Linked DNA regions of Triticum aestivum: region 1 is linked to region 2. The links are chromatin contacts, called in public Hi-C maps. All regions are on one chromosome and are shown on one strand. The core of a region is the stretch at or near the end of the contact, and the rest is flanking DNA. Distances in the headings are between cores, read along the strand shown.

Region 1 (4,002 bases), core at 348-2,847, 760 kb after region 2:
GATGCTTCATTTTATCGGTGTATCGTTGGTGCTCTTCAGTACCTTACTCTTACACGCCTGGAGCTGCAGTATGTTGTTCATCAGGTGTGTCTTCATATGCATGCTCCACGAGATGCTCACTGGACTTCGATGAAGCGGATTCTTCGGTATATCTGTGACACCATGGATCTCGGCATCATGCTACATGCCTCCACCGCCATCGACATCACCGCCTAATCCACGCTGACTGGTCGGCTGCCCTGATACACGATGTTCCACTTCGGGATATTGTGTCTTCCTTGGTCCATCACTTATTTCGTGGTCGTCCAAGCAGCAGCCAACAGTCTCTCGCTCCAATGATGAGGTTGAGTATCGTGTAGTGGCTAATGTTGTCGCTGGGTGTTCCCGGCTCCGCTAGCTCCTCCTTGAGCTTTCGTGTCATGTCGACAAGGCCACGGTGGTGTACTGCGATAACGTTTCCGCCGTCTACCTCTCCGCCAACCCGGTCGATCATCGTCGTACCAAGCACATCGAGCTTGATATTCATTTTGTTCGGGAACAGGTGGCTCTCGGTCATATACGTGTTCTATACGTACCACCTCCCAACAAGTTGCAGACATCATGACCAAGGGCTTGCCTACGACGTCATTCGAGGACTTCGATCCAATCTTTGCGTCAACAATGGCCCACTTCGACTGCATGCGCGCGGGGGGGGGGGTGTCTTGTGCCACATGCCTTCCTCCTTTGCATCTATAGTAGAGGATATGACTACCCCTTGTACTACATATGCATGTGCATATGCATCTAATGAATACTGAGAGTTGCATCCTAATTGTCTGCATTTGATTGCCAAAAGTTCATTGGAGGAAAACGCCGCAAAAGGCAGTGCAAAAAAAAGAGAAAGAAGAAGACCGTGTCGGCACCACTTTAAACCCAAGTCCCGCCATCAATCATGCACGCTGTGGGAATCCATCGGCGGGATCTCCAAGATGACGCCTCCAAAAGGAAAAACGATGTTGAGGACACTGTGGTCACCCGATTTGGCATAGCATGATTTTAGATTTTCATTCGGACATTTCATGGCATGAGGTACAGAGAGCAAATAAACTTCACAGCGGTAACTTCAAGGAGGAAGACGCCATCCCTGAACGCTGTATGTTGTGATGGCACCCGAAAAAAGCAGTGCTGCAGCGAGTGAAAAGATGAGGATGAATGGTCACTGAATGAAAGCTGAAGGCTGGAAAAGGCAGAACGTAAGAACAAGAAAAGGCAGAACGTAGGAAGAAGAAAGGAGTATCTTCTTTCCCAAAGCTCACAGTGTCAACCTATAAAACCTCAAAAAACCTTGGCACTAACTAGAGGAGCAGCTTCCCACCCAAACAACGGCCAACGGAATCATCCCATCAATTCCATCCACCCGCCGCCCGCGCCCGCGCCTGGAGCGGCGGGCCGCGGCCACCCACCCGCCCGCCGTCTCACGCCACCGCGGAAGCCGGCACTCACCTCGCGCCCGCCCCCACGTGTCCCTCCCTGCCGCCCGAGGGCCCCGCCTGTCACCCACCTCCGCCCCTGGTGGGCAGGCGAAAGCGACGCGTGAAGGGAGCGCTGCGCACGGCCCCCTACCACCCCCCGATGGGTGCCCCTCCCCATCGATAGCCGCGCCGCTGTCTGCTGCCCCCGCCCTGCGTCCCCGTTCCCCATTCGCACCCCTCCCCACTGCCCGCATCTATTCCACCGCCGCCGCCGCCGCCCCGCTCCGCTCGGTTCCGGCTCTCCCTCCGCGCTGCTGTGCTCTGTGGGGCGCCGGGCCGCGTGATCCGCCGCTGCCTCCGTCGATTCGGCTCCAGTTTCGGGGCGCTGCGGCGACCCCCCGAGGTGAAGCCGCTCCCGGTACTGCGGTTCAGCGCCTAATTGGGTGGGTCTACGGGATTTTTTGTCAAGAATTTTGCTGTGTAGTGGTTTGACTGTCGGACGGGGTGCGGGGTTAGGGCGGAGATTCGGATTTGTGTTTGGGTGCCGGTTTGGGCGTTTTGGGGTGCGAGGTTTGTTAGCAGCTGGTGAGCTTGTGTAAGAAACGGTAATGCTTCTGTTTGTCACATATGATTCATAGCTGGTTCTAGCTGCCTGTGCGCTGTTTCTACACCACTGTCCGGCAGAGAGTAGCAGCAGGGAAAATCCGGATACGCGTTGGCAATGGGCATACGAGGCGAACCATCTGGAGTGTAAACTATAGTATTTGCTAGTCGTGGCCGAATTTTAGCACTATGTCACATCGTGTGTTTGACTGCTTATGCTAGACTCGTTAAGTGGATTTAAAAGCAATATATCACAGGGAATTTGTGGTAGATTTTCAAGCGATGTACCACAGAGATCGGTAACACAATCCAGTTGTATATTAATGACTGAAGCAAAGAAGTAGTGTGAGGTTCCTAGTGGGATTTGGCTATGTATTTCATGCCTAGGTTATACGTGAAGTTATTTTGAGTATCAGTTCATTATTAGCAACTAGTCCTGACAAGCGACAACAATGCTATGTTCTGGTTATCCTTGTTTTCTGCCGTTTGCTTTCTTAAAGGGGTCATGCTTGGAAAATGTTCTGCTTTGTTTCTTTGTTGCATATCATTAATTTCGCTTTGTCATGTTCTATACATGAATTCCTTCTTTTTGGGATACATTGGCACAAAGCAAAAGGAACATTCAGCGAACAATAATTCAAATGCTGTCATTTATCTGTTAATATGGGACTGATCATCAGCTACTGCTTTGTATTTGTATGAGAACACTATACAAGTAATCTCTGAGTAAATCCATGCACCTCAAGTCCTCGGTTGTTCTAGTGCTTGTCTCTTGAGCTACTTTTAATCTCGCTTTAGATTAGTATTGTAATGCATACAATACTACATGACTACACAGGGAGCTTAGTATATTCAATTAGTGGTTGTCTACTTTTATATTTTGAGTTACTAATAAAGAAATGCATTCTTCTGTTGCTAGCAGCATGTGACGTCCTCCAACGATGAAGGAGAGGAGCTCTTTATGTGATAGTGCAGCAGATGGAAATTGGGTTTCAAAATTCAAAAGAAAGCGAAGCAAGTTAACAGCTAGCTCGTCAAATGAGCATGAGGCTACATCACCAACATCGGACTCTATAATGAACAATGGTTCCATAAAAAAGAGGTCCAAGCATGACACTAGCATTTCTACATCAGCCAAGAAGATAAGAGGACACGATGGGGTGAATTCCTTCTCTTTTTATCAGTTTATTACTTGTCAGTTATCTTGTGGATATTGTCTGTGATTTACTCTCCATCCATCCATATTTGTAAGACCTATTTTGACCAGGTTCGTAGATTAAAAAAGCTCTATGATTGAGGAAGTCGCCAACACGAATGCTTATCAGTAGTTTAACATGGTCTCTCTTACCTCCTCTTTTCACATGAGAGGTAAGAGTATATAATAGATCTGAGCCGTTGATTTCATTAGGTAGTGGGTCTGAGTAACTCTTACCTTCTTACCTCCCATGGGAAAAGAGGATGTAAGAGGGACCATGTTAAAATTTGCCAATGCCTATACCATTCTAATAGTTCTCTGGAAATGCGAGACAATACTTTGTGTGCTTAGGCCTCCTTTGGTTCATAGGGTAGGAAAATCGTAGGAATAGGAAAGTTATAGGAAATGAGATGACATGTATCTCAAATCCTATGAGTAGGAATAGGAAAGGAGATGCCCTTTGATTCACATCATAGGATTTTTTCCATTGAGTCTAGGCTAATGTTTATTTTCCTATGAAATGTGGAGGATAGGAAGAATTCCTCCATAGGAATAGGATTCCATTCCTACAAACCAAAGGGCTCTAAAGGATTTTTTTTCCTATAGAAATCCTATCCTATGAAATTCCTACAAGATTCCTCTAAACCAAAGGAGGCCTAAGTATGCATGCATTAACTATGGATGCATGCCTTCCAACTTTTGTGAATATCACAAAACAAATAAGCATATAAAAATTGATCAATGGAAGTACTT
Region 2 (4,202 bases), core at 1,061-3,560:
CGACCACACGAGTGCGCCGCCGCGTTGCTACCACCACCGCCACTGCCTGGACTGCCTGGATTCCATTGCGGTCATCTGGACTCGCCTCGCCGCTCCGTGGACTCGTCTCGCCGCCTCTTGGAGTGTCTGCCGCCGCCTGTTGGCCGTCACCACTCACCAGCAAGGTGTCCCCCCCCCCCCTTCCCAATCTCTGCTCTCTCCCAGTGGTGTCTGGTCCTCCCGCTCTTGCTGGCTTGCTGCGTGCTGATTCTGTGTGTGCTTCCTGCCGAGTGCATGCGTGCTGGCTGTGTGTGTGCTTGCTGCGGCGTGTGTGCGTGCGTTCGTGCTTGGTGTCTGTCTGCGTACTTGTTATGTACTTGTGTGCATGCTTGCTAGCTGCAGCTGGGCACTGGGTGCTGGCCTCTGCTGTATCAACTATGATTTGCTGCTGACCTGCTGATGTTGCGGCTAGTGCTAGGGAGTGAAATACTAACAATGACATCTGCAGGCCAATCTTCAGTTGAGAGGCTGGGAAGCATCAAGCATGTATCATTGGGTAAGCAAGCTACGAGCCAACGTCTTTACTGTTTTCAGCTTTTCATGCTTAAGTGTTATGTATATTTCAAATTCTAATACTAGCATATGATGTATTTTGCAAGTACCATGAGGATTCAATAAATTGTTGATCATTCAGTCATCGAGACGAGGACTTGATGAAAAGAGGCATGGATGCAACTTATGGGGCAGTATTTTGATCTCATCTCATGCATTTATTATTCTTTGTCTTTATAACATGCCATTTTATTAATTATTTATCTATACTTGCCACATCGCCGTATTGCTGTTTCTGGAAATTGCCGTATCCCGTATCCCCGTACCCATATCGCCGTATCCGTGTCGCCGTATCGGTGCTTCGTAGGCGAAGAGGGTAGCCCTCTTGGAAAATTTCCTTTCTGTCTAACTATGGCATCACTCAGTCTGTGTAGAAGATTAATTTGTTTATCCTGTGGAGCAATCAAACTTCTATTACCAATTCCAGTGTTTCCAATTCCTGTATGATTTAGCATGTCATGACTCATGACATCCTATTCCTATGTTCAAAAGGGGATCGATATTTGGATTTCCTTCTCTCTCTTTTCCCCTAGGTGAAGTACTTCAGTATTTAAACAAGGGATGCAATTGTTTGCTGCCCTCAAACTACATTTATGCAAGTTTGAACAGATGCAGGTATGAAAATCGAGCATAGCTCTTGCCCTTTTCACTGCCCAATCAAACAGAAATGATCTTTAACAAATGTAAACAGTACAAGACCTGCCGATACCATCCAAACTGCAATGCAGTAAAATGCAGTGCCCATGTTTCACCCTAGTCCAACCCAAACTCCAAACTCCAGAGCCATCGCGTGAACTAGATTACCAGATCAATTTGCACACTAAGCAGGACCAACTCCTGGACCAATTCGATACCGCACTAGACCATCCGATACAGCCAGGGATGTCATAACGAAACCGCACCTGAATCATCCTCGCGAGCTCCTCGTCGGACTTCTCCTGCGCCCTCGCAGCTGCAGCCGCCGCTGCATCCACGTCATCCCCCTCGCCGATGGGGACGAGGCGGAGGACCTCAGAAATGGACTCGAGGTCGGTGCCGTCGTCGACCACGGAGCCATCCGCCTCCACCTCGATCTGCACGGGCACTACACCGGATCAGAGTACAGCGGAGCCAAAACACCCGGATGATCGCGGGGTGTGAGTGGTCTGGGAAACTGCACCTCAATCAACCTCGCCAGTTCCTCATCGGACTTCTCCTGCGCCGTCGCCAACGCCGAAGCCGCGTCCGCGTCCTCCCCCTCGTCAATGGACATGAGGCACAGGCCCTCGGGGATTGACTCGAGGTCGGTGCCGTCGTCGACCACGGAGCCATCCGCTTCCACTACGATCTGCCGGGCACCACACCGGATCAGCGAACAGCAGAGCGAAAGCACCCGGATGATCGCGGAGTGTGTGTCGTCGGGGCGGGGATCGAACCTTCTGGAGGTCGGGCGGGACGGAGGTGAGCGAGAAGATCTGAAACCGGAGGACGTCGAGTCCGTCCTCCGTGTCGTACTCGACCGTGTGCTCCTCGTCGGCGGGGACCTGCCGGACTAAGAACCTGCGAGCCACCATGGCGTTATCTCTCCGTGGACCAGGTCGCGGCGTAGTCCACTACCAAGGCCTCAAAGGGTTTGCGTGACAGGTGGGAGGAAAGGCAATGGCCGAAGCAGCGCATAAGGGCATGTTTGCTTCTTTTTTTCGATTCTATAACCCCCGAACGTGCCATATTTTTGCTCCTCGTCCCAAACACGTCCTGAGCCGTTGATTGCAAGTACGCATCTTAAAGCACTTACAATTGCCAGGTCACGTTTTTCTGGTCGTTCGCTAGAAAGGACGCGCGTCCCGAACGTCTCCTTCATCTCGCCATATCAGTCGCTGTCGGATTACAGGTTCCGTAAACCCTTAAGAGGTTCGAACTCTGGGGTGCGCACGAAGAACACTCTCTCCCCAGCTCGCTCGCTCGCTCAACGATCCCACGGCCTAACTCGACGAATCCAAAGAACAAGAGACACAGGGGTTTATACTGGTTCGGGCCACCTTGCAGTGTAATACCCTACTCCAGTGTGTGGTGAATTGCCTCGAGGGGGCTGAGGATGAATTAGTACAATGGATGAACAGCCTCGGGGTGTTCTTGAGCTCGATGAGCTGGTGGCTGTGAGGATGATCTGAATGATCCGTCCTTTGCTACGGTGGTGGCTAGGTCCTATTTATAGTGGCATTGGTCCTCTCCCCAAATGTTAGACGGGAAGGGATCTCACAACGGCCAAGTTTGAAGGGAGACAACTAGTACAAGCTATCCTGACAAAAGGTGGTCTTCGCTTGCCAAAGGCTCTGGTGGTGACGTTGTCGTGGGCTCCGCGATGACCTCCGTCCTGCCGTCCTGGCGGTATTGGTCTTGTTGCACCGATATGGAAACCTTTGTCTGATCTCTCGGGACCCCACGCCTGCGCTTGCCTCCGTAGCACCAAAGAGGAAACTGGTACACTGCGCCCGCTGGCGTCCGCCTGGCCCTAGGTCGTCATGGCTCACGTCATGCGAGCCTCGCGAGGTGCACCCTGCATTGATATCTCCACTCCTCGGGAGCCAGCCTACCGAGGCTGCCCCCGGGGAGGTCTTGGTGGCGTCCCCCTCGCGAGGCTTGGCCCCTCACGAGGGTCTTGAGCTGTTGCTGCTGAAGCGGGGCCGTACCGGGCCGTTGACGGAGCCACGCCATGGTCCCCAGGCAGGCAAGTCTGGGCACCCCCGGTCCCAGAACGCCGACAGTAGCCCCCAGGCCCAAGGCGCGCTCGAACTTGGCTTCGAGGCGAAGCCAAAGGGCAAGTGCGGAGCGCCGCGAGCCCCAACTGCCTGCGGCCTTGGTCAACGCGTGGCGGTTGACGGGACGTGGGCGCCTCCGCTTCCCCACGCTGCCTCGGCAACCGTTCGACTTAACGAGACCCTGCTGCATGCAGAAGAAAACCATCATTACGCGCGATCGGGGAGGCCAGCGGTTGGCCTCCTCCTGGCTATAAATGAGGGGAGGGGCAGAGCCCCCTCGCTCATCTCCGCCTTCTCACCGATTGCTCCTTTTTCTTCCCCCTCGGCTCACCGTCTTGCCGCAGGCCCATGGCGCCGACGAAGAGGTTCTCGGCCACGGAGAAAGGGAAGGCTCGCCAGGAGGGGCCCGGATCGCCACCGCCCAAGAGGGGGCGTGGCCGCCCCCGTAAGCACGTTGCGACCCCTGCTGTGGTCTCGGGGGGGGGGGGCGGGCGTACTCCTTCGGAGACCGGCATCATCCTTGGCGGCCGCAGCGGTGCCTCCTCCCACGGCGGGGGCCGCTCTAGGCGGAGCAGCCCTTGCGTCGAGGGGAGGCACGCTGTGGTTGCCCGGCCTCCTCGGCCGCGCTTCCATTTGGCGGAGGTGCTCCCAGAGTTCGTCGTGTGGTCGGAGCAGCCGGCTGGCACCTGGCTCCAGCTCCCGTGCTCCTTTGCCGGTGAGTTGCCGGCCGCGGTGTTGGGGAACGTAGCAGAAATTCAAAATTTTCTACGCATCACCAAGATCAATCTATGGATTAACTAGCAACGAGAGAGAGGGGTGTGCATCTTCATACCCTTGAAGATCGCGATGCGGAAGCGTTGCAAGAACGCGGAT

Evidence for each region. A called contact is a pair of places that touch in the nucleus more often than the background predicts.
Region 1: a Hi-C map of leaf shows a contact between it and region 2, with 5 times the contacts expected there. The contact joins the promoter of LOC123052609 here to the promoter of LOC123052608 in region 2. A contact is called at or near these places in 2 of 5 Hi-C or Micro-C datasets (both in leaf).

What each region holds. Positions count from the first base shown.
Region 1 is chr2D:215,824,206-215,828,207 of IWGSC CS RefSeq v2.1, forward strand. LOC123052609 (protein CHROMATIN REMODELING 4) reads left to right here and starts at 1,598. Exons shown (of 11, transcript XM_044475858.1): 1 at 1,598-1,854; 2 at 2,977-3,214. The coding sequence starts at 2,996.
Region 2 is chr2D:215,065,498-215,069,699 of IWGSC CS RefSeq v2.1, forward strand. It overlaps LOC123052608 (peptide-N(4)-(N-acetyl-beta-glucosaminyl)asparagine amidase), which reads right to left and starts at 2,311. Exons shown (of 17, transcript XM_044475854.1): 1 at 2,007-2,311; 2 at 1,751-1,918; 3 at 1,494-1,664. The coding sequence starts at 2,144.